Linked DNA regions of Zea mays: regions 2 and 3 are each linked to region 1. The links are chromatin contacts, called in public Hi-C maps. All regions are on one chromosome and are shown on one strand. Each heading gives the region's core, a stretch centred on a gene start, on an enhancer-like site or on the middle of the called end of the contact. The rest is flanking DNA. Distances are from core to core; before and after follow the strand shown. Region 1 holds the start of LOC103646271 (mitochondrial proton/calcium exchanger protein). Region 2 holds the start of LOC103646270 (zinc finger protein CONSTANS-LIKE 3). Region 3 holds the start of LOC103648545 (VAN3-binding protein).

The links. Hi-C and Micro-C count contacts between places; a contact is called where the count stands out from the background.
Region 2: a Hi-C map of leaf shows a contact between it and region 1, with 1.9 times the contacts expected there. The contact joins the promoter of LOC103646270 here to the promoter of LOC103646271 in region 1. A contact is called at or near these places in 4 of 25 Hi-C or Micro-C datasets (ear and leaf).
Region 3: a contact with region 1 is called in a Hi-C map of leaf, with 4 times the contacts expected there. The contact joins the promoter of LOC103648545 here to the promoter of LOC103646271 in region 1. A contact is called at or near these places in 9 of 25 Hi-C or Micro-C datasets (bundle sheath, ear, endosperm and 4 more) and 1 of 3 datasets of contacts at active chromatin or transcription factors (leaf).

What each region holds. Positions count from the first base shown.
Region 1 is chr2:34,298,611-34,302,884 of Zm-B73-REFERENCE-NAM-5.0, reverse strand. LOC103646271 (mitochondrial proton/calcium exchanger protein) reads right to left here and starts at 2,609. Exons shown (of 15, transcript XM_008670998.2): 1 at 2,226-2,609.
Region 2 is chr2:34,132,411-34,136,596 of Zm-B73-REFERENCE-NAM-5.0, reverse strand. It overlaps LOC103646270 (zinc finger protein CONSTANS-LIKE 3), which reads left to right and starts at 1,884. Exons shown (of 2, transcript XM_008670997.3): 1 at 1,884-3,081; 2 at 3,240-3,822. The coding sequence starts at 2,461. The coding sequence ends at 3,581.
Region 3 is chr2:34,058,599-34,062,746 of Zm-B73-REFERENCE-NAM-5.0, reverse strand. It overlaps LOC103648545 (VAN3-binding protein), which reads left to right and starts at 1,330. Exons shown (of 8, transcript XM_008672995.3): 1 at 1,330-1,415; 2 at 1,496-1,921; 3 at 2,014-2,091; 4 at 2,205-2,273; 5 at 2,613-2,976; 6 at 3,065-3,241; 7 at 3,324-3,437; 8 at 3,549-3,937. The coding sequence starts at 1,727. The coding sequence ends at 3,766.

The DNA.
Region 1 (4,274 bases), core at 1,360-3,859:
GGCACGCCGAGAGCCCGCGAGCCAGGCCACATGTGGATGGACCCAGACCATGGGTTGTAGGGGTCGGGCCACTGTCCACCCATAGTGGGACCGGAGCCGGGCTGGGGGGCACCGGGAGCCGCCCTAATGGGTTGCTAGCGACCACCTTTCTTGCCAGCACGCTTGCCGCACTGCTGCTAGTATAGTTGATGCTTCAGCTTGGACAGCGGCTTAGGCGGGGCGGAGGCGAGCAAAGCGGTGGACGATGTAGCAAATTGATGCGCCATCGTCAGCTCCTCAAGGAGAAGATCGTTTCTCACCGCCAAGAAGGTTGGGAGAGGTCACCCGCGTCGAAGATGAAGACCAATGATGTTGAACCGGTCGTTGAGGCCGCGGATGACGTTGAGGACGAGAGTGCGGTCAGGGATTGGCTCGCCAAGGTCACCGAGCGCGTCGGCCATCCCCTTGAGCTTGTGGCAGTAGTCGGTGATGGAGAGATCCCCTTGAGCCTCACGTTCAGCCTCACGAGCGCGCGCAAGGGCGAGATCGCGGGCGTGGAGGCCGGAAGCCTTTTCCTGTTGGGCGTGCTCTGCCTCGGCAGCAGCGAGCGCGCCAGGGTGGGCATCAGCCGCAAGAGGAGGGGCTAGGGGAGAATGGTCTCCAGCCATGAGCAGCGCGCAGGATGCAGCAGCCACGGGAGCAGCACTGGAGGCGCGCTGAGAGGGAGTTGAAGCAGCACCATGAGGCGCGCTAGACAGCGGAAGTGAGCAGGGTGAAACCTAGACTCGTGATACCATGAAAGCAGATGAACTGATGTATATTTGATAAATAGATGAGAGAGCTGAGGTTAAATATATGTAGGGAGGAGATTTGTGTGGTTTATAGAAACAAAACAAATCAGATCTCCTCATATCCCTATCTATAGTGATGGAGCCAATCGGGATCCCCTCATATCTCTAGCTATCCTTATAGCTATCAATCAGACTCAATCAGGATCAATCAGGGGCTAGGTAGCCATATATAGCTGATTCGGAGCCCAAGTTGACGGCAGAGAATCTGATCTGCTAACAGAGATTATAGCACGCATGGCCTTGCGCAAAAGCAATAATACTTATAATCCCTTCGATATAAATATACAGCTAGTTCCCAGACAAGATTGTTTCACCTTATCGGCACATGCCCCGGGAAGCTTGCTTAGCCAGGAGAGCTATTTTAGCTCTCTGCGGGTGTCAGGTAGCAAGGGGAAATGCTGGCAATCCTAGCCAAACATCCAAACACAGCAGGAGAAGATCAAATCCTTGCCCAGCAAGAATAGGTGAAGAACCAAATGTGCCCATAATTGCACAATACAATCATCAGAACGGAACTAGATCATAAGTTTGATAAAGGCCATTCAAATACTGCCAGTAGAATTACCAATCCTCCACAAAGCAAACAGGTTCTTAAAATAGAATAATCATCCACCTCATATATAAACTTCAAACCATATGAAAACCTCAATTCTAATGTCATACAGATTGGGGACATTCAACCCAACAAATGATGCAACATACTACTGACCATTTTGAGCATGGCTGCTATACATCAGTTGCCCCATCTGAAATCCAGATGTCTGGATTGCGAACAAGGAACAACCTCGCTTGTTCCTTTTTAGGGAATGGCCAGAGGGAAATGCAGCCCCCTGCACCTAATCTGGTTCTTGCTTGTTAATACAGTAAAAAGACCTATTTCAAGTATGTAAAGTAAATTAACATTTCATCTAAAAACGCCAACTATAAAAAACAAACTGCATCTAGAATATGCATTCTGTCTCATCAACAACACTTCAAACGTGTCTGTATAGAAAAATACATAGTAGATGCTTTAGAAGATTCAACAAGGTTGCGGGACAATTCATCTACATCACCAATTCTAAATAGAACTCGTCATGTAAGTGTTCATATAAGTGTATATGAAAGCCTGACATCTAAAACCATCATGTTCAGATTTCAGATACCCTACGAGGCCTAGCAACTGATTTCGCTGCATTCATTTCCGGTCAAACCATTCCGTGAGATCAGAGCTACTCACGAAACAAACCCTACAGCGTAATCAGTGTATCCTAGCACCATATAATCTCTGCGACCGCAGCAGCTCTGAACCCGAATGCATCACTAACGGATTCCAGGATGAATGGAGAGAGTGAGGGAAGGGTAGGGAAGATGCGGCCCGATCGAAGGAACCGATCGGGAGGGGCGGCCACTCACCGTGGCGCTGGTGGAGGCGGGAGATCGGCCGGGAGTCGGACCCCGTCGCGGCGGCTGCGCTGGTTGCGGGGACGGGTTGGATCGGAGCGAGGTGGGATTTTCCGGGAGGCAGTGGACTGCCGCGGAAGAGGGGTGGGATGGTTGCTTGCGCGCAGCCTGCGTGGGAAACTACCAAATTGCTGGAAATGTCGCCGATTGGGGAATGAGATCATGAGAGGACTGAGACTGAGGGTGGAAAGGAGCGACACAAGCGTCTCGCCGCAAAGTGACTGCCTGCGACTCTGCGAGTGTAGTGGAAGGCAGGGAAGCCGTCGAGATTGAACTCGCTATCCCACATAGGTCTAGTTTGGGCCTAGTTTGGGTACTCTAGTAATGAGTGGGATTGAAGTGGATTGAGATGTATTGAGAGTATTTGATCTATTAGAGATTTACACCCTTTCCAATCCCTCCAAAACACTCTAATCCCAAAGTATTCAAACTAGGCCTTATGCAACTCTAAATTTCTACTCTAAAAAATATTATATTCTTATTATCAAACTTTTTAAATTTGTAACATAATCCTCCACGATCATATTTACTTCATATCTTAACTCTATATCAACTACCATGTATTATTTCATTTTTTATTTGTCTTTCGTACACATGCGACTGTTGCATAGAGTTGAATCTTGTCGGCGTTTCGAGACCGGGGGTCCCTGGGCCGACGAGTGAGAATGTCGCCGCGTGCCCCAGCCCAGATGGGTCGGCGCGAGGCCGAGCGCGAAGGGGGGAAGAAAGCGTGAGAGAGGTGGAAATCCTGCGGCCTTCGTGTTCGTCCCGCGCTCAAGTCGGGTGCGCTTGCAGTAGGGGGTTACAAGCGTTCCACGCGGGAGGGAGCGAGCGGCCTCACGCGAGCGCCAGTCCCGTCCTCTTCCCCGCGCGGCCAACCCTCTCTAAGAGGGCCCTGGTCCTTCCTTTTATAGACGTAAGGAGAGGATCCAGGTGTACAATTGGGGTGTAGCAGAGTGCTAATGTGTCTAGCGGATGAGAGCTAACGCCCTAAGTACATGCCATCATGGCAGCCGGAGAGGTTTTAGCACCCGGTTCGTGTGGTGTCGTGGCCGTCGGAGGAGCGCTGGAGCCTGGCGGAAGGACAGCTGTCGGGGCTGTTGAGTCCTTGCTGACGTCCTCTTGCTTCCGTAAGGGGGTTGAGAGCCACCGTCGTCAGAGAGCGTGCGGGGTGCCATCATTACTTGTCTGGCGGAGCGAGCCAGATGAGACACCGGTCTTGTTCCCCGTAGCCTGAGTCAGCTTGGGGTAGGGTAATGATGGCGCCTCCTGTTGACGTGGTCGGTCCGCGCCCTAGGTTGGGCGATGTGGAGGCTCCTCCGAGGTCGAGGTCGAGTCTGTCTTCCGTGGCCGAGGTCGAGTCCGAGCCCCTGGGTCGGGCGAGGCGGATACCGTCGGCTGAGGCCAGGGCTGAGTCCGAGCCCTAGGGTCGGGCGAAGCGGAGTTCGTCGTCTTCTGGGGCTGAGCCCGAGTCCGAGCCCTGGGTCGGGCGGAGCGGAGTTCGCCGTCTTCTGGGGCTGAGCCCAAGTCCGAGCCCTAGGTCGGGCGGATCGGAGTTCGCCGTCTTCCGGGGCTAAGCCCAAGTCCGAGCCCTGGGTCGGGCGGAGCGGAGTTCGCCGTCTTCCGGGGCTGAGCCCAAGTCCGAGCCCTAGGTCGGGCGGAGCGGAGTTCGCCGTCTTCCGGGGCTGAGCCCGAGTCCGAGCCCTGGGTCGGGCGGAGCGGAGTTCGCCGTCTTCCGGGGCTGAGCCCAAGTCCGAGCCCTGGGTCGGGCGGAGCGGAGTTTCCTATGGTGCCTGAGGCCGGGCCTGACTGCCTGTCAGCCTCACTCTGTCGAGCGGCACAGCAGTCGGAGCGGCGCAGGCGGCGCTGTCCTTCTGTCAGGTCGGTCAGTGGAGCGGCGAAGTGACTGTGGTCACTTCGGCTCTGTCGACTGGAGGACGCGCGTCAGGATAAAGGTGTCAGGCCACCTTTGCATTAAATGCCCCTGCGATTTGGTCGGTT
Region 2 (4,186 bases), core at 635-3,134, 170 kb after region 1:
CAACCAACGCAAATCAGATTATTGGACAGCTCATCTAAAAGCGCTTACAGTAGAAGCTCATAATACACACGACCAATGAGTGGCTCGCGTCTGCTGAGAGAAGCGGGTGCATTTCTTCTCCTTGGATCCTCAATTCCTTTCAATTGAAGCAATGGCCCTTATGATTTGTTCGGCCCTCCATTCCCTCTGATTAAGCGGGGCGCATAACGTGTTTGTACTTTTATTTTCTAAACAATTTGTACACAAACCAAGGCAACATGTTTGGATTTACATGTTCGTTTGAAGTATACAGTCGACAAATTTTTTCAACATATAGGTTACCAAACACCTAGATTCTTAGCAGCCAACTTTTCTCCGCAGTCAGCTTCCCTCCACAACTAGCTTCTCAGAAAAGCTCTTCGGAAAAGCTGATCCAAACAGACTTATAGTGTTGGTCCAACTCACAGTCATTGTATGGGAGCGAAACATCTCTTCAGATTTGTTAATAACACAAAGGATCTTGGTTTATTTTTTTAAGAAAAACATGATCCTGATATGAATGGAATGTTGATGTTGGCTACTTTTGTGATCCCCATAATACCATATGTCCATATCCCAATGAGATTTGCACTCTTACATGGTGGTACAACTATTTCATGAAAGTCTCTTAAATATATTCTGACTACGGTCTCCACTAATCATTTTAAAATTGTTACACTCTACAAGACACCATGTGCATGGCTTCGCAAAATGATTAACCATCTACAATAGTCATGTGGTATTGGTTCAGTATAATCATCTGCGACTATACACGAAGATAGTTTTGCTTGTGGTACACAAATGCATATAGGTTACATAAAGAGCAATATCATCAAGCATATTGCTCATAAGTTGTTATATCCCACGATTACAAGAAAGTGAAGAAATAAATATGACGGGTCTCCAAAACGAGGTACCCAAAGTAGGCCTAGAACTTATGGCGGCCCATCAAGGAATAAGGCCGAGCAACTCTGTGAGACGGACAGGCCGACCAACTCTCACCAAGGGCCCATTGATAAAATAGTGTGATGGACTTTTTCATAAAATAGATTTACAAATAAAGTGGACCTTCTCACAAAAAATTAAAGTTAAAGTGAACATATGACCCATACATCTGATATTTAATTTTAGATGCTATACTTTATCTTAGCTAGAAGATCGAGAAAGATATAAGTTGAAAAAGAAATTTAACCATTTTTATTTTAAATAGCGAGGTGGTATTATCTAGAAGTGATGTGCAGATTGTGGCTTCGTGTCGTGTTGGCCGTATGTGTTTTCTCGTGGTCCATCTAAGAGGTAACAACCCACGTCACTTAACGACACACGATGATGATGGACCACAGGTTTAATTTATGTATTTGGTAATTTAGTAACTAAAATAAAAATATAAGCACGTTAAATATAAAAATAGGAGGGAGTACAACTTCTTTGCCCATGTCGTCGTATTGCCACCAGCTCAATAGCAAGCGGAGGCGCTGCGCTGCGTCTATTGTGGAATCTTAAAGCGCTCGAATGACATTTGAAAATTCAGGCTGGAGTTGGTATAGCCGCAACGAAAAATGATGTAAAAATGAGTTTTGCATTCGCGTTCATGTTAAAACTTGCTACGTGTTCTGTTCAGGTCGAGCCCGCCTAGCGTCACACCGTCCGGGAAACCACGACCTAGAGCCTAGATCCTAGAGGACGGAAGCCCTGGATGAGATGGCAAACATCATCTCGAGACTCATCAACCGGCTCACGACCGTCATCATTCAGGCTGCACGCCCTTCTCGATAAGCTTTGTGCCTCCGTGAGTCCATTTTTCAAGAACAGCCCGGGTCGCTGGCATGGCCGGCGCCCGGCGGAGAGCGTCCATTTTTAGCATGGCCGGAGAGCATCCATTTTTTATTAGTAGATAAGAGCGAGATCGCGGGGGCCAACGGCTCGGTGCCAACTGTCGCCGGTGTGGCCCGCACGGCGCGAATCGCCCGACAACTCGGGCGCTGCCGCGGCCCCTCTGTCCCCGTCGCATCCCACCCACTTGCCATGTCACGACGGCCGCCAGCGACAGCGACGAGCTCGTCACAGCCTTCCGCCGCGATCGCGACGCCACTGCTGTGGAATCGTCGAGGCTTGATTCACCGCGCGCGCACGGCACGGACGTCCGGCCGCTGCAGCGTTTTAACTGCGCACGACACGGGCCCGGGACGCAACCCGATGAGGTGAGGAGGCGCACGGGCACAGGCACAGGCACGGGCGAACAAATTGACCCGGGAGCCGGGACGGCGACTTCCGTGGTCAGTCGGTCCTCCACGTCGCTCGTTCGCGCCGAAGACCCGCCCAGGCCGCCCCACACGGCCACAGCTCAAATCCTGAGCAGAGTGGGAAAGCTTGGCTGAGAATCGCTTCGTCCCGACAGCCACTACTAGGAATTGCCGAGCGAGCGAGCTTGCGCCGTGCGCGATGGAGGGTGACGAGAAGTCGGCGGGCGGGGCCCCTGCTTACTGGGGCCTGGGCGCGCGGCCCTGCGACGCGTGCGGCGCCGAGGCGGCGCGCCTCTACTGCCGCGCGGACGCGGCGTTCCTGTGCGCCGGGTGCGACGCGCGGGCGCACGGCGCCGGGTCGCGCCACGCGCGGGTCTGGCTCTGCGAGGTCTGCGAGCACGCGCCGGCGGCGGTCACGTGCCGCGCGGACGCTGCCGCGCTCTGCGCCTCCTGCGACGCCGACATCCACTCGGCGAACCCGCTCGCGCGCCGCCACGAGCGCCTCCACGTGGCGCCCTTCTTCGGCGCGCTGGCCGACGCGCCCAAGCCCTTCGCCTCGGCGGCGCCGCCCAAAGCAACCGACGACGACGGGAGCAACGAGGACGAGGCGGCGTCGTGGCTCCTCCCCGAGCCCGACCACGGGCAGAAAGAAGGCGCCACGACGGAGGTGTTCTTCGCGGACTCTGACCCGTACCTCGACCTCGACTTCGCGCGTTCCATGGACGAAATCAAGACCATCGGCGTCCAGCAGAGCGGGTCACCAGAGCTCGACCTCGCCGGCACCAAGCTCTTCTACTCCGATCACTCCGTGAACCACAGTGTGAGCTAGCATCTCTGATCTGGGCACTATCTATTTATCTATCATTCTATCTACGCACGTCCCAGCACTACTTACTTGAAGTTGAAGTTAAGCCATGACGTGACGTCCTATATCTCACTCTCAGTGTTCTGAAAATAAAGACACGGATACGATTGCAGGTGTCATCGTCGGAGGCAGCGGTTGTGCCCGACGCGGCGTCTGGCATGGCGCCCATGGTGGCAGTGGTCAGCAGGGGCCTGGAGCGAGAGGCGCGGCTGATGCGGTACCGGGAGAAGCGCAAGAGCAGGCGGTTCGAGAAGACGATCCGGTACGCGTCCCGCAAGGCGTACGCGGAGACGCGGCCGCGCATCAAGGGCCGGTTCGCCAAGCGCACGCCCGGGGCTGGGGAGGACACGCTGGAGGAGCACGAGGAGATGTACTCCTCCGCCGCTGCCGCCGTGGCTGCGCTCATGGCCCCCGGCGGAGCCGATGCGGACTACGGCGTCGTGCCCACATATTGATCTATGCAATTGCAACGCCGACATGTACACTAGTTAGCCTCGTGCTCTGGGGCTGTAATTTTTGCTGCATGCATTGCATGCAAAGCTCTTATTGATTGCCTGTATGATTAACGGAAGCCATTACAAGCAAGGACTTCCTCCCTCCTTTTCAATTCCTATGTATATTACTATCATCACTACGAGCTGCTAATCTGCATCTTTTTATTCTTAGTAATTACTTAAACAAGATGGTCTTTCTTGAGTGTTCTATTTCTATATATGCACTCTCAGCTGTCACTGGACAGAGAGATGTGATGAGTCAATTGGGATGTTTTTCCGTAAATTGGGATGTTGTAAGCCTCCAGGCAAGAAGCAACCAGGACAGCGATTCTGTTCTGCCCCTTTACGCCTAAACAAAATACGCGTTTCTAGATAAGGTGAGCCAGACTATTTCAGCTTTTTATACGACACCGTACCGGACTATTTGGCTTGGGTAGTCTTGTTTATTTCATCACTCGTATCTTCATCCTCCTCTATATGTGGCATCCATCTCATTCACCTCTGACAGGCTCCAGCTCTAACACGAATACATGATTGGTCAGTGGTCGCCCTCGCTCTCCTTCACA
Region 3 (4,148 bases), core at 81-2,580, 240 kb after region 1:
AGCCCATCTTGTTGATGTTAAGAGTTACAATGTAGGTCAGGAATTTGTTCCTCATCTCGTTCCAATGGATATCTTGTCATGAGGCTCAAAAAACCTGAAGTTTTAGCTGAGTTACCTAATGGGCATGGGCCCCTTGAACAAGAATGTCTCCAGCAACCATAGTGCCCAAGGAATTGACATTCTATTTTCCTTTTCTCAAAGGCTAATAAGAAAAGCAGTGGCAAGAACTGCACGCCGCCAAACTAACATGATTTCAGCTCCCCCTCCCTGAAAATTCCCCGCGAGAGCCTTCAAGAATCCGCAGCCCTACTTTACACCCAAAAAGGGGGCGTGATAAACATAATCTAGAGTTCTACATATCTAGCAAAATTTTCAAAAAGGTGAATGATTGGCAGACTGGTTAGATCGAGGCCTGACACATGATATATACAAGAATAAACAAGGCTTAAGAAGCTTCAGTAGGAATGCTGTTTAGGCAGCAGTGGATGGCCGAGGTTCAGTAGCTATGTGTTTGGTTGGCTGCATCAGCAGAGCTAGACTCCTCACATGCATTGACTACAGTTAAGCGCATGTTTGGTTCGCTGCCTCTAGGAAGCTAGGTGCGCATGCACTGGTACAGTCTAAGCTTATTTCATTGCATCAACAGATACATAGGAATCGGCCGTATCCCGCACGACATGATTGGGCGAGCCTGCATGCGCCCGCGCATGCATCCAATCATATGTTAGGGCGGTGATTGGATGCCTGGGTACGTGCAGCCGGGCTTGCGCGAGCTTGGCCCAGCACATACGTCACTTCCATGCGTATCCACCAATGCAGGTAAAAAGCTCCCGCAAAGACTGAGATGCACCGGTGCATGCAGGTCTAAATATTTGTATGCGGGCAACCTAACACGCGCGGAGGTCTAGTCAACGCATGCAGCGAGCCAGCCTTCCAACATACGCCCAACCAAACACACGGTAGGTGAACCTATCGAGGCCTAACATTTTACATCATTGATTTTATTTGGGAGCACGGGACACCCTGCCTGGTGCTATGGCCTATGGTAGTTTCCGGAGCATTCTTTTCTGCTTCTTTTTTTCCCATTGCACAAGTGGCAGCCCAACACCTCATGTTCTCCTCGCCTTTTTACTCGGTTTGATTTACAATAAAGTACACTTATTAGATCATTGCGTCGAACCGCTAAGCATCTCCTCTTTGCATTAGCGTTTTTTTTTGGCGACGGCAATATAAAATCCGGCACCGGAAAAGTGTGTGCTCAGATTCTAGGACGGTTATCATGCCGCCAGTTTTCTATGGCCAAGGCTACCACAGGTGGTGCCCATTTCGATTCCGACTTCTTTGTGTGTGTGCACCTAAAGCATACTCGAAGCTCATGATCTAGTCCACTCCGATCCTTCCCCTCTCGCCAGAAGGTGTACTAATACGCTTGTTTATCTGAGTACTTGTAGTTTTTTACGCGCTGCCTTTCCCAGTGACACCTGCGCTGTCTCAGGGTTTTACAGCTAAAAGTTGGCTCTGGTGGTTGGGGTGATTCGATCATGGATCTGGTGCTCCTATACTACGACATTCTTTGCGGCTGCAGGCTGTGCATCAGAAACACCAGAAGGGCTGCACCACACTGCACAGCTACCAAGAGTGGCGTCCACTGTATAATGTATATAAATCTCTGACCCGAGTTGCTTCTAATTAAGGGAACTAGCTTGGCTTCTGCCCTGCCGTAGCCATGGAAGCAGACCTCGAGAGAGGCCTGATTGTGTATGAAGAGCCGGGTCCAGAGCCGACGGACCTGCTCTCCAGCGCGTGGTGCAGCTCGGCAGCTATCCGAGTGCTTCACGCGGGACCCAAGGACGAGTGCTCCATGGCGCTGGTGGAGCACCCGGTCATGGCGCTTGGCAGCGGCAGGAGCGACGTGTTGGCGGTAAGTGCAGATTCAGAACCGTAGCTAATGGTATGGTATGTCCTATGTCGTGTTGTGTGCCAACCTATCTCTATCATCCCCGTGGTTTGCAGAAGAGTGGTCGTAGTCGTAGCTTGGTGGCTGACAGCAGCGGTTTCAGCACGGCCCAGTGGAAATATGATGATCTGAAGGTACGCACGCAGTTCGTGCGAGAGTAGAGTAGGATGTTCAAATATTCATGCCCAAACTCTTTGTAGCCTTCACTCGAGTTTTTACCTGACTATAGCGCTGTTCCTTTTTCCAGTCGTGGCTATGGCTGCAGAAGGCAATTCATCCCGAACTGGACTACGATCTCTGCCTCAAGAAGAAATGGGTGAGTGAAAGGAGGCGTATTACAAAACATGCATGATTCCCTGACAAACGCGCTGCAAAAAATCTCGAGCTGCAGAGATGATTTACATGCTCTCATCTAAAACCATCCAGATCATCTCCATGTCCTGTATCCAATTGATTTTGATTGGCATGTTCTGGGAAAGATAACGATTTCAGTTGCATCCTCCTGACCAGCATCAGCTGTGTGCCCCGTATCTTTGTTTCCAATCACCTCTTTTGAAAACCTTATTAAGAAACATTAACTGGGGAGATATGCTTGAACTGGGACCGAGGAAATCGTGAGATATTCTTGTTACTATCTTCTGCACTTGGCGTGCAGCTCCCGCGCAAGATGGCTGCGTGGAACGGGACCTCGCTCAAGAAATGGGTCAAGGAGCGGAAGCAGAGGCGCAAGGAGGAGGCGCGCCTGCAGCGGGCCGAGGTCCACGCGGCCGTGTCCGTGGCCGGCGTCGCGGCCGCGCTGGCCGCCGTCGCCGCGGAGAACGCTGCCGCCGCGCCGCGCCGCGCGCCCGGGACGAGGGAGACGGCGGTGGCGTCCGCGGCCGCGCTCGTCGCGGCGCAGTGCGCCAAGGCGGCCGAGGCCGCGGGTGCCTCGCGCGGCCAGGTCGCGGCGGCCGTCGACGCCGCCAGGGCCTCCACGGACGCCGGCAGCGTCATCACGCTCACCGCGGCCGCGGCCACCTGTACGTGTCTCGCTCTCTCGCTTTTCCCGGAACTCTCAGCGTGATCATCTGACGACTGTCTAGCACTGGCATGTCGTGTGTGCCACAGCGCTGCGTGGCGCCGCGACGCTGAGGGGACGGCGCAGCTGCGGGCACGGGCAGAACGAGAGGGCGGAGCACGCGGGGCCGGCGCTGTCGCGGGACGACCTCGACTTCGACTTGAACCACGCGAGGTCCAGGGCGGCGCTGGCCAAGGGCGACGAGATGCTCGTCGCGATGCCGGACGGTGAGTGACGCCGCGATGCACCACGTCGCTTTGCATGCACGCGAAACTGAACGGTTCTCTCTGTTGGCACGCCGCCCTGCAGGGAAGTGGAAGCTCCACACGGTGTCGGCGGCGTCGAACAAGCGCGGCGAGATCGTGCTGCGGATCAAGAAGACGAGCCTCGTCGTCATGGCCCCCTTCTCCCACGCAAAAGAAAGTTAGCAAACCGGCGCGGTCGTCTCGTTGGCTCGTTGCATGTCTCCTCTTGTTTTCTTCTCGGACGGATCCAACTGACCAAACGGCCACCTGCTCACTCACGCGCCCGCAGGTGTGGTCCGCGACGTGCGGGCGTGCGGCCCGGAGAAGCCGAGCCACGACGAGGGCGCGACATACGCGGTGGAGGTCTCCACGGACAAGGGCAAGGTGGAGCTCCGCGCGGACGACTACGGGGTGTACAAGCGGTGGGTCGGAACGCTGAGCCACATGCTCGTCATGTCCACCGCCGTCTCCGTCTCCGCCAGGCACGCGCCGCCGCGCCGAGACTGACCCACCGGTGGTGCGGCCTCTCGCTCGAAGCAATGGCCCCCGCGCATCGTGACGTGAACGAAAACGTCGATCCCATGTGTATTGGTGTACTACCCATGAACTCTGTGTATGAGTAGCAGTATCAGCACTGCGACTGCAACCAAAGATTAATTGAGAGATTGTTTAAAATTCTTTGTGTTCGCAACCTCGCATCGTTTTCCTCGCTTCTTTCTAGACGGTATTTCCGTATAAAAGAAGATAGTGTACCACAAGATCGACGACGACAGGGGCAAGCAGATATCTCGATCGGTCCGTGGCCCCGCGCGTGGCAGGAATGAGATATGGCCATGGCGGCGATGCTTTTCATACGTACACGAAAGAATATGGTTATATTGGACCAGCT